Regions from separate parts of the Sus scrofa genome. Here region 1 is linked to region 2. Evidence: chromatin contacts called from public Hi-C data. All regions are on one chromosome and are shown on one strand. Each heading gives the region's core, a stretch centred on a gene start, on an enhancer-like site or on the middle of the called end of the contact. The rest is flanking DNA. Distances are from core to core; before and after follow the strand shown.

Region 1 (5,690 bases), core at 1,726-4,225, 44 kb after region 2:
AAATTCCCATCTCACACTGCATATAATTCCTGACAATTTCTTGGAAGTTCTGCTCACATTTAGGCCCTGGGATGCCTTCATGGGCACCTTTCAATGGCTGCCATTGGATAAACACACTGGGCTTTTGGCACCTATGAGAAATGCCATGAGTAGTGGGTGCCAGAGAGCCCATGTCCCTAAGACTCACAAGTGTCATCTCCCTGGACCCAGTTCTGTTGTTCCTCCCCATGGGTCCCCTCCCCCAGCTTGGAGGCTGTAGCTCTTTGGGGAGGTGGGGCAGGAGGAGCCCCGCTAAGTAGCCTGAGTCCCTCCTCCTCTCTGTGCCCCCACCTCTCACTTTGGGGGCTGCTTGATATGCAGCCAGCATCCACTCAACATAATGTGCCTTTACCTGCCAATGTGCTTTGAGGGATATTGTTAGCATTAAATTTGCCATTTACATTTTCATGTCTGACATAATTGAGGAATGAATGCTCTTATGAAAATTAAACTTGTGGTTCTCCCGGGCTGCTGTAACCCTGTTAAAATGTAATGTGATTTTTGATGCTTCTTCTTGAGGTTTTTATTAAATAGAATATCAGGATGACTAATTCCCCGGGCCTAAATGCAGGCTGGGAAGCAGCATTATTGATAGGGCTGTGTCCAAATGGTCCTCCGTGCTCAGCCTCTAATGGCCTAATAATGCATTATACTTGAATCAGAAATACTTTGAGTTGTAGTGCTTATTGCCATTATTGAAAACACCTGGATGCTCCATTCATCAAGGTTACTTCCAAAGGGGGCCATTTGTTTATTAGGCTGTCAGTAAACATCTCTGTTTGGTCTGGGTTCAGCCACATTTGGCCGCACTGGAGAGAGAGTGCAAATCCAGCCGGGGGATCTCTTGTGGTTCTCCTGATTAGTTTTCTCGTTAAGAAAAAAGCAAGCTAATGAAAAGTTGGGAGTGGCTTTATAAAGAACACATTTTACCTCACATAATCTGCTGTGATGGCAGCAGAGATCAGGGAGGCGGGCTCTTTCTTTCAGCAGCTGCCAAGATGGCCGCCCCGCCTCCCTGGTCCTCTCGTCCGCTGCGGATGCTCACCGGCTCGGACCCTCTGCAGCTGGGCATCCCCCTGGGCATGGAGGCCTGGGCCCATGCACCCTGGACGGGGCCTGTCTCCCTACAGAACAAAATCAAATTCCTCTCTCGTTTGGTGTCCAGAGAGGGACATCTATCTCCCTTTCACAGACACTTCCTGACTTAACGCCTTTTCCAGGAGGGCTTGGCAGCAATATTGTGATTAAACTGGAAGTGCTTCGGGATGCCTTTTTAAAAAGCCATGTTTCATACAAATTACAAAATGCAACAAACATCTCTACTAAATCAAACAAATATATTTATGGCTTTTTGTTCATGACTTACTTTTTGTGAGGTAAAAGGGTGCCTGTGTAACCTCACCCGGGGTGGGGGGGAGATCTAAAACTCCGCCAGCACCCAGGAATCCTCCCCAGTGCCCCACCCAGATCTTTGCCGCCGCCATGGTGGCCTCCTTGAAGCCTCATCTCCCAAATGAGTCCACTATGAGATTTGAGTCTATAGGTCACACAGGACCAGCCACCAGATCCATCCAACTTTCCCTTTCAATATCTGTGCATGCTGAGGTTTGTGGAATGATAGCACAGCAAACTCTACCCTATATTCTGTGATAATCTATGTGGGAAAAGAAACTGAAAGAGAATGGATGGGTGTACATGTAGAACTGAATCACTTTGTCATATAGCAGAAATTATCATAACATTGTAAATCGATTATACTTTAACAAAACTTTTAAAAATAAGAAAAAAGAAAAATGTTAAAAAAATTTTATAAAAGGTCTACAGAAGTTCCTGCTGTGGTGCAGTGGGTTAAGGATCCAGTGTTGTCTATGCTACAGCATGGGCTCAATCTCTGGTCCAACTCAGTGGGTTAAATTCATATTTGACCCCTGGCCTGGGAACTTCCTTCTGCCTTGGATGTGGCCAACCTCCTCCCCTCACGCCACTCCCCCCCTCCCCCAAACAAACCATGTCTGGGAACAGGCTCCTAGCCTTTGCTTCCCAGTCCTGAATAGAGTGTATTAAGGAGGGAGGGAGGGAGGGGACCGACAATGCAATAGCACAGTGGATGCAGAGAAAATCTACCCAGTAAAAAGAGCCTGAGACTGAAACCGGAAAGCTTCTCCCCGTGGTCGCCCTACTCAGGGGCGCTCGTCTTGGCGTCCCTTCAAACACTGGCTTGGTTTGGGATTCTGATCATAATGCAAACATTTCCACACCCTTAAAATTGTATTTTCTGTCTCATGAAACAAAGCAGGGAGGACTAAATCTGCATCAATTAAAAATTACATACTCAGCGAGTGTTCTATAATTGCCACCCCAAAAGTGGGACAAAATGTCAAAGATGGTCGTGCTCTGGTCTTCAAAAAGCCTGTGTCCCCTCAGCTTTGACTGCTTCTGTGGGCACCGCTCCTTGGTCTTTTCAGGCTTCCCTCCCTCTAGGGACAGGCAAAGGCCTGGGCTATAAGCCCTGCAGGCTATGGGGCAGGATGGGGAGGGGGGCGTATGTTGCCTGGCCTGTGGGCTCACCTGAGGGAAAGGACATTTTACTCAGAGGGACTGCCTAGTAGCTTACGTCACAGGCATGTGATCTCTGTTGGCAATGTTTGGTTTTGAAATTTTCTGGGGTTAAGAGGGGAGTTAGGAAAATTTGTTCTCTCCTGCAAGCAGGAATTCCCTGAGCATCATTCTTTTCCCTGAAGCCCACAGAAGCTCTCCTGTGTTCACAGTTCTACCAGTGGGAGAAGCATCTGGCTGGGGTGAGGCAAAGGCTTTGATACCTACTGCTTTGAACCGCTTATTGCTCTTGTAAAAAAAATAAACTAACAGAAATCTCAATTAGAGTTGGTAGACCAGCAGGGGGAGCTCTGGTGCCCTACCTCATATCGGAACTCAATAGGAAGAACAAATCTCCCCTGGCAAAGACTTGGCCAATGAGAGCTCTGGACTCTGTGTTTTCTGTAGGCTCTCAACTTCCTTTCCCCCTCTATAAAAGACTTCTCCTGCCCTTGCTGGGTGGGGACTTGCACACAGCTTGCTATGTTTGCAAATTCCAAACTACAATTCTCTGCTGATCTCAAACAAACCCGTCTTTGGTGGTGAAATATCTGGGCCATAAAGTGCTTAAATGCAGGTTCTTATTTAATCATCACCTTATTTAATTTCATCACTGACCAGGAGCCAGGACCTCATTCTTGTTCTCTGCTGCTATTTCTAGACTTTGCAGAGCATCTGGTGCTCAAGGAATGAACTTGTGTTGAATTAGTGAAAGTATTTTTCATGTGCTTGATGGCTGGGACAGAACAGGAGGGAGGAGGTTCGTTGTAATACCTTTTCTCTGAACAGATTGAACTGCCATCCACCCTTATTCAGCCAAGATCAATTGTTTTAAAGAATCAAGGGATCTGACAGCTTCTTTGGTATCTCTCTGTTCAGGTCCTGCCTTAGAAGCTGTGATATTTTGGAGCTGGAGGTAAGGAGGGGCACAGAGGGGGCTGTGGCTCTGACAGCAGACGAGTGCAGTTTGAGACAGTTCTGCTTCTTGCCAGCTGACCCCCTGGCAATATAACCTGACAACCAAAGCCTCAGCTTTCCATCTTAAAATGAAGTCTAGCTTTATCTAGGTCTTTTAAGGCTTCAAAATCCAGCCTGGATGGGTATTTAATAGATTCCATTTCCTTCTCTGGAACAGATGGTTAAATTGAAGCCTGGAAGTCTAAGGGGGGTGTTTAAAGACTTTTCTCCAAAGTGTGAGGTTTTAGGGTATTTATGCTTGTTAAATACAGATTGCTGCCCCAGCTCCAGAGCTGCTGATTCCATGGATCTGTAGGGGCCCGAGAATTTGCATTTCTAACAGCCCACTGCTGCTGCTGGTCCTGGGACCACACTGTGAAAATCATTTATATGAAGGCTGAGATGCCAGGGACATGGGTACCCAGAAAGCCAAAAGGAGAACCACAACATAAAAATGGAGTATGCTGAGTCTCCAGGACTCACATTTCTAAGGCTACGTTCAAGAGAACAGAAGATAGCAAACGCCTTGTTAAAAAAAAAAAAAATACAGGTTTATTATATGGAGAGCTGACAGGACTGATTGGAAATAAATCCACCTCCAAACAAATTCACTTTTTTAGGAAGTAAATGAAGGCCATCCTGTGAGATGCATTGACGGTGAAACTTTAGAAGCTATAGAAACTATAACCATTCATCCTGTTTCTAGCTTTCGATGGTGAGCGTGGGGATTCCAGGGAAGAGGAAGCCTTTTCTGCTAATGGCCCTGGCTCCAGGGAAGATGGAAAAGATGTGGCTTCCTCCCTCATTCCCTCATCCTGGCCTCATCAGAATCACAACGTCTTGAGGTCAGAGCTGCCAAAGATAGTTTTTCTTCAAGAAACCTGAAGCCCATAGGAGGTCTGTCTTCTTGGGGGAAATCTCTGACTAACTGGTTGCTCTGTATGAGGGACACCTAGTGTGACAGGATTAGCCCACCTGGTCGCTGTCACCCAGGCCACACAGTAGAGTCACCTGGGGAAACTGAAAAGAAAAGAGTACAGATGCCTTGTGCTCTCGTGCTGTCTTTATTCAGAACTGCCTTTTTTTTTTTTTTTCTGGTCTTTTTAGGGCTGCACCCGCAGCATATGGGGTTCCCAGGCTAGGGGTTGAATTGGAGCTTCTATAGCTGTCAGCCTACACCACAGCCACAGCAATGCTAGATCCGAGCCTCGTCCTTAACCCACTGAGTGAGACCAGGGATGGAACACTTGTCCTCATGGATACTAGTTGGATTCTTTACCGCTGAGCCAGGATGGGAACTCCTTCTACTCAGAGCCTTTGAGGGAGGTTGTTTCTCTGTTGTTATTTTTTTTTTTCTAAACTCAAAATGGATTAAAGACCTAGATACAAGACCAGATACTATAAAACTCTTACAGGAAAACATAGGCCAAACACTCTCTGACAGACATAAATGATAGCAACATCTTCTCAGATCCACCTCTTAGAGTAATGACAATAAAAAGAAAAATAAACAAATGGGACTTAATTAAACTTAAAAGTTTCTGCACAGCAAAGGAAACCCTAAACAAAATGAAAAGACAACCCACAGAATGGAGAAAATCTTTGCAAATGAATCAACTGACAAGGGATTAATCTCCAAAATTTATAAACACTTTCTGCAGCTCCATACCAAAAAAACAAACAACCCCATCCAAAAATGGGCAGAAGATCTAAACAGACAACTTTCCAAAGAAGACATACAGATGGCCAAAATACACATGAAAAAGATGTTCAGCATCACTCATCATTAGAGAAATGAAAATCAAAACCACTGTGAGGTACCACCTTACACCAGCCAGAAGGGCCATCATCCAAAAGTCTACAAACAATAAGTGCTGGAGACGGTGTGGAGAAAAAGGATCCCTAGTACACTGTTGGTGGGATTGTCAATTGGTGCAACCACTGTGGAAAGCAGTATGGAGATTCCTCAGAAGACTAAACATAGAACTACCATTTGATCCAGCAATCCCACTCCTGGGCATCTATCCAGAGAAAACCATGACTTGCAAAGACACATGTACTCCGATGTTCATTGCAGCACTATTTACAATAGCCAAGAC
Region 2 (5,746 bases), core at 2,485-4,984:
TTAATTTATATAACATAAAAACCATTATAATGCTTTAAAAAATTGTTATTACTAACATTTGAACATTTGTTATATTCCTGGCTCTGTGCTGAGTACCTGAATACAATACCTACCTATATTTAAAAAAAAAAATCCTTCAAACAACTCAAGGTAGGTGCTACTATTACTTCCATATGCCAGATGAGGAAACCAAAACTCAAAGAGGTTAAATAGCTCACTTAAAGTCAGATAGCTAGTAAATGACAGAATCAAGTCTATTTCAGAATTTGAAATCCTTAAAATTAATTATTCAAATAAAGCAGGTAAAGACTTTAGCTTCCAGCAGTGGGTAATTAGCTTGTTTTGCACCAAATCATTTGCTGAGAAAACTAGAAAAGTGAGAATATAGATGTATAGTAAGACATCAGGAAGCTATCAATAAAGCAGGGGTCAATACTCCACACAGATGAGACTGACCTTTGGTGCCACATTTTACCCCTAAAAGCACTTGTTAATTCGAGAGCAAGGGGCAGAACCTGAGCAAAAATTTTGGTAGATTCATAAGGAACAAAAATGAGAGTTCTGGCTACACCAAGAAATGTCCTTTAAACACTGTAGGCTTTCTGTTAGGACCCAAAGGGCTGTCCCTTGAGTGAAGGTGAGCTGGAAATGGGTCTGTCCTCACTAGAACTGAAGCCCAGCCTCAAGTCATCTCAGTCCTTAATTGAATGAGGCAATTGGCCCCAAACCTAGTGGACAGCCACAGCAAAAATAAATCCCCTCTAAAGGAAGTTAACATCATGCAATTTCTCAAACTTTTTCTATAATTTTTTGAAAGTCTGTTAATCAATAAGAAAATAATGAGGAATACAAAAACATAAGATTTGACCAAAATGGAGAAAGTGAAAGAAACCCTCAGTTAGATATTTTACACTATCTGATAGAAATCTTACAATAACTATGATTAAAATGTTCAAGGATTTAAATGGAGAAATTTCAGCAGAGAACTGGGAATTATATGAAAAAATTCTAGAACTGGAAAATAATATAGCCAAAATTAAGAAATCAGCAATTGCTTTGATAGTCACCGTTTGAGAGAATCAGTGAACTGAAAGATAGAAAAAAATTGCAGAATGATGCTGCAGGAGAATAGGGCAGACACAATATTTGAAGAGCTGATGGCTAAGAATTTTCCAAAATTGAAGAAAGTCTTTGAGCCACAGATGTGAGAAATGCTGTTGACTTCCAAGCAGGATAAATACAAAGACTATCACAACTAATTACTTTAGAATAAAACTGCTAGAAAACAAATTTTAAAAGTAGCCAGAGGAAAATATACATCACTTCCAAAGGAGCCACAATATGTAAGCCTAGTAGGTGATAGTTTCAAAGAGCTTACAGAAAATAGCAGCCAATGTGGAAGACTACGTGCAGCAAAAATGCCCTTCAAAAGACATTTTTAGGCAAATTAAAAGAGAACTTGTCACCACTGGAAAGTAATAGAAGTACTAAAGGAAAATAGTAATGGGTGTTTGGGCAGAAGGAAAATGATCACAGATCACAGCTTGGGGGTGCAGGAAGAAATTGAAAAGCAATGGAAAGGTAAATATTTGCATAAATCTTAAAGAATATATAACAAAACTTATATGCTTTATGAGTCTTACATGGATAAACAATTAAAATACACGACAAAAAATAGTATGTAAGTCTGATGGGACATAAGTGGAATTGAGTATTCTGATGTCCTTGAATTGTCTTGGAAATGGAAACGGTGAAGGCACTGACTTATATTAGAAATGCATCAGGCAGGGTGCATGTTGCAATTTCTGTGATATTTTCTAAAACATAATAAAAGAATGGAAAACTTTTGTTAAAAGAAACATGAAATTTTAAAAGTTGAAGAGAAGGCAAGAAAGAAGATAAAATAACAGAGCAGATAGGAACACACAGAAAACAAAAAGTTAAGAAGGTACAGTTAAATTCAAAGGTATTGGAGTTCCCGTCATGGCTCAGCAGAAACGAATCTGACTAGTATCCTTGGGGACACAGGTTCAATCCCTGGCCTCGATCAGTGGGTTGAGGATCCGGCGTTGCTGGGAGATGTGGCGTAGGTCACAAACATGGCTCAGATCTGTCATTGCTGTGGCTGTGGCACAGGCTGGCAGCTGTAGCTACAATTCGACCCCTAGCCTGGGAACTTCCATATGCCATGAGTGTGGCCCTAAGAAGACAAAAATAAAATAAAATAAAAATTCAAAGGTATCAGTATCTCTACATCAAGCATAAATGAACTGAATATTACAACTTAAACACAATATTGTCAGCTTGGATAAAATACAAAACTTAATTCAATGACACTTAAAAATAACATACCTTAAGTATACGGAGACAGAAAGGTAGAGAGTAAAAAGATGGAAAAAGACTTCTCAATGCAAGTATTCATCGACAGGAAACGGGGGCACCGGAAGGCAAGCAGACTTTAAGGTAAAAAGTATTACTAGAGTAAGAGGACTATTTCAAAATGATCAATGTTCACTTCACCAGCATATGCAGCTCACTGAGATGTTTGAACTCTTAGTGAAGCTCAGAAAGGCTGCCCAGGCCCTGCCTCACCTTGGTGATGCACCAGCAAGCTAATTCAGTCAAGAGGCACCAGATTCAAAGTATTTGAAGATTGTGTGTGTGTGTGTGCGCGTGTGCGTGTGTGTGTGTGTGTGTGTGTGTGTGTGTGTGTGTGAGAGAGAGAGAGAGAGAGAAGTACAAAGGATGGAGTAGTAACGGCCAAAAAACAATAAATGTAACATGTAACATTTTCTTTTTAAAAATCAAATACATGCTGGCTCAGAGCCTCCCCACCCTATATACCCCTGCTTTTTTGGGTCAGCATCATTAAAAAATGTTATTAATAGCAGTTCCTTTGTGGCACAGCAGGTTAAGGATCTGGTGCATAGTTGCTGCTGTGTTGTGGGTTCAATTGCTCTCTAGCCCAGGAACTTACACATGCCATGGGGGCAGTTAAAAAAAAAGAAAAAAAAAGGAAATGTTATTAATAATAGATAATACTTATCAGATGCTTAATGTTCTAAGGACTTTGCAAATGTTAATTTATTTAATCCTCTCAACAACCCTAGGAGGTAGGTATCTTTGTTACCATTTCTGTTTTACAGATGGAAAACCCAGCCACTGGCAGAGCTGGTGTCCAAAACAAGGCAGCCACCTGTCAGAGCTCTTGCTCTAAACAGTACCACACAGCTCTCTGGGTTTTACAATCTGTCCGACTTGTTGGATAACCATTATTGAACCTCTCGTGAACTATCCCTTCTGTTTTGATGACTCTGGGTTGTCATGGAAATTGTGCAAAAGGAGTGAGAGAGGAGCATGAGAAGAAGCTCATGTTTACTGGGGGTCTGCTCTGAACCCCGTCTTCATCAAGACGTGTCACAACCTTACATGTAGATACTATTAGTCCTATTTTAAAAATGAAAAAAATAATGTCCAGGGACATTCAGAGACTTAGCAAGTCTTACTTTAAGAACAGTAAAAAGGGATTCTTTCCTGGTCCCTTTGATTCCATTGCCTCTTCTCAATAAACCACACTGGCTTGTTACACTATGAAATCAGAGTGAATTGATTGAATCTTGCCATGTTGCTTCTTCAAGTTTCTCAGCCTCTGCTAAATAACTAGTTATTTCTTCAACAGTGTGACAGCTGAGACAAGGATGGGTGGCTGCACTTTACTACTTTTAGCACTAGATGGTGGTGTAACATCACGAGCTCCACTGCTGTACACCCTGCCCCGAGGAAGGTGATTTCAGAGCCTGGGGGCACTGGAGGGCAAAATGCTACTTCAAAGTAGCTTGAGAAACTATGGACGAAAGGAGGCCCTCTCTTGGTCTTCACATCCTGGTCATTGATGCTAAACTCTGGGAAGGCTGGAGAAGGTGACCCTCACTCAGCTTCAGGATGTGAAACACTGACAGCTGCGTGTTTCTCAGACGGTCTTGGGTTGAACTCCTGGCTCCATCAAGCCCTGGTGAGTGGGCACCAGCTTACTCTCAATGGGCTCCCCACCTACAGAAGGTTGTAGATTTAAAACTCAGTAATCCTGGCTCTAGTGCTGTCACTGCTGTGGCCTCTGTGGTGCATGTTCAGTCCCTGGCCCCAGAACTTCCTTACAGCATGAGTGTGGCCCCAAAACTCCAAAAAGCAAAAAACCTCAGCAATCCTGTTGGTATATAATCTGTTCCTTCTCAGCTACTTTCCTATCCTCCTCCCGCCCCTTCTGGGGGACTGGCTTGAGGTTACAGCAGTCATCTGGGATTAGAACCCACATCAAGGATGTTTTCTGATGTGCTGGCTATCAACTATCTAAAGAGCTGCCTTTAATAAAATTGGTTTGGAGGATAGTCATAAACTTGAAGGGTTTAACAGTTTTGACTCTGAAAAAGTATTATGGGCATGAGAGACAAAGAAAGATAAAGACCTACTTCATACTGGAGACATGGCAACTAGATGCAATGGGGGAGACTGGATGGGGATCATGGACCAGAAAAAAGGACATCAGTGGGACAATTGGTGACATTTGAACATATTCTGTAGATTAGTTAAGAGTACTATTTCAGGTTAATTTCTTGGTTTTGATCATTGTACTGTGGCTATGTAAAATGTTAATATTTGGGGAAAGGAAGGGAAGAGTGTATAGGAATTTTTTTTTTTTTTTTTTTTTTTTTGCCTTTTAGGGCTGCACACACAGCATATGGAAGTTCCCAGGCTAGGGGTCAAACTGGAGCTACAGCTGGCGGCCTATGACACAGCCACAGCAATGACAGAAATGAGCCACGTCTGTGACCTACACCACAGCTCATGGCAGAGCCAGATCGCCAACCCATTGAGAGACACCAGGGATCAAACCTGCATCCTCATGGATGCTGTTCAGATGAATCGCTATAGGTCACAGATGCTGCTCGGATCCCACATTGCTGTGGCTGTGGTTTAGGCCGGCAATTACAGCTTCAATTCAACCCCTAGCCTGGGAACTTCCATATGCTGCAAGTGCGGCCTTAAAAAGCAAAAAACAAACAAACCCACAAACAAAAAATTGCATATGATAGTCTAGATTGAAAAAAGAATACCAAATTATTGGATGAGTATAGTTATGTAAGAAAACTGTGCAACAAAAAGCTCTGTGTAGCATTTGCCAAGTTTATCCTATGCCCAAGTGTTCTTTAGATTATCATTTTGAAAAAGAACAATAATTTAGGCATAATCTAATTCATCTAACTTAAGTTTAAGAGAAAAATAAAAATACGTCTCCAGTTATAAATGAGATCCTTTTCTTCATCTAGATTAGTTTTAAAAGTTCAAACACAGATGTAGTAAAGCTGATTCAATTCAGCAATACAGTTGGAAGAACTGAACACATTTGTGGGTAAGGCTGGAGGAGGGACGACTGAAAAGGCAGGGCTGTGACAGGGAGAGGGACAAGGTTCATTTAGGTCCAGTGGCTGGAGCTGGAACAGACAGCAGGATTCAGTTATTTGTCAAGTGAATGTGAGATAACCCCTGAAATTTCTCCCTTGGTGTCTATGAACTTACATTTCATCATCTGAAAAGAAATGACAAGATGTTCCGTTATTATATTGTCCCTTTCTTCCCAGGACTTTCCAGGCATCAGGGCTTTCTCAGGAAGACAGAAGACTCACCTAGGAAGGTGGGCAGACCCACCTTACCATCTCTCGTCTCCTCTTTCCCTCTGAAAGGGCAGACC

Evidence for each region. A called contact is a pair of places that touch in the nucleus more often than the background predicts.
Region 1: a contact with region 2 is called in a Hi-C map of fetal liver, with 1.8 times the contacts expected there. The contact joins two enhancer-like sites. A contact is called at or near these places in 1 of 5 promoter capture datasets (fetal liver) and 2 of 47 Hi-C or Micro-C datasets (embryonic fibroblasts and fetal liver).

What each region holds. Positions count from the first base shown.
Region 1 is chr18:38,375,241-38,380,930 of Sscrofa11.1, forward strand. No RefSeq gene overlaps it. Among named protein-coding and RNA genes, the nearest start is that of HERPUD2, 94 kb to the left of the region's middle. Within about 2 kb of position 2,976, at least 1 of the 83 cell types and tissues checked has an H3K27ac peak or open chromatin away from gene starts, as enhancers often do. A contact at or near this core is called in fetal liver, where this site is marked.
Region 2 is chr18:38,330,462-38,336,207 of Sscrofa11.1, forward strand. No RefSeq gene overlaps it. Among named protein-coding and RNA genes, the nearest start is that of HERPUD2, 49 kb to the left of the region's middle. Within about 2 kb of position 3,735, at least 1 of the 83 cell types and tissues checked has an H3K27ac peak or open chromatin away from gene starts, as enhancers often do. A contact at or near this core is called in fetal liver, where this site is marked.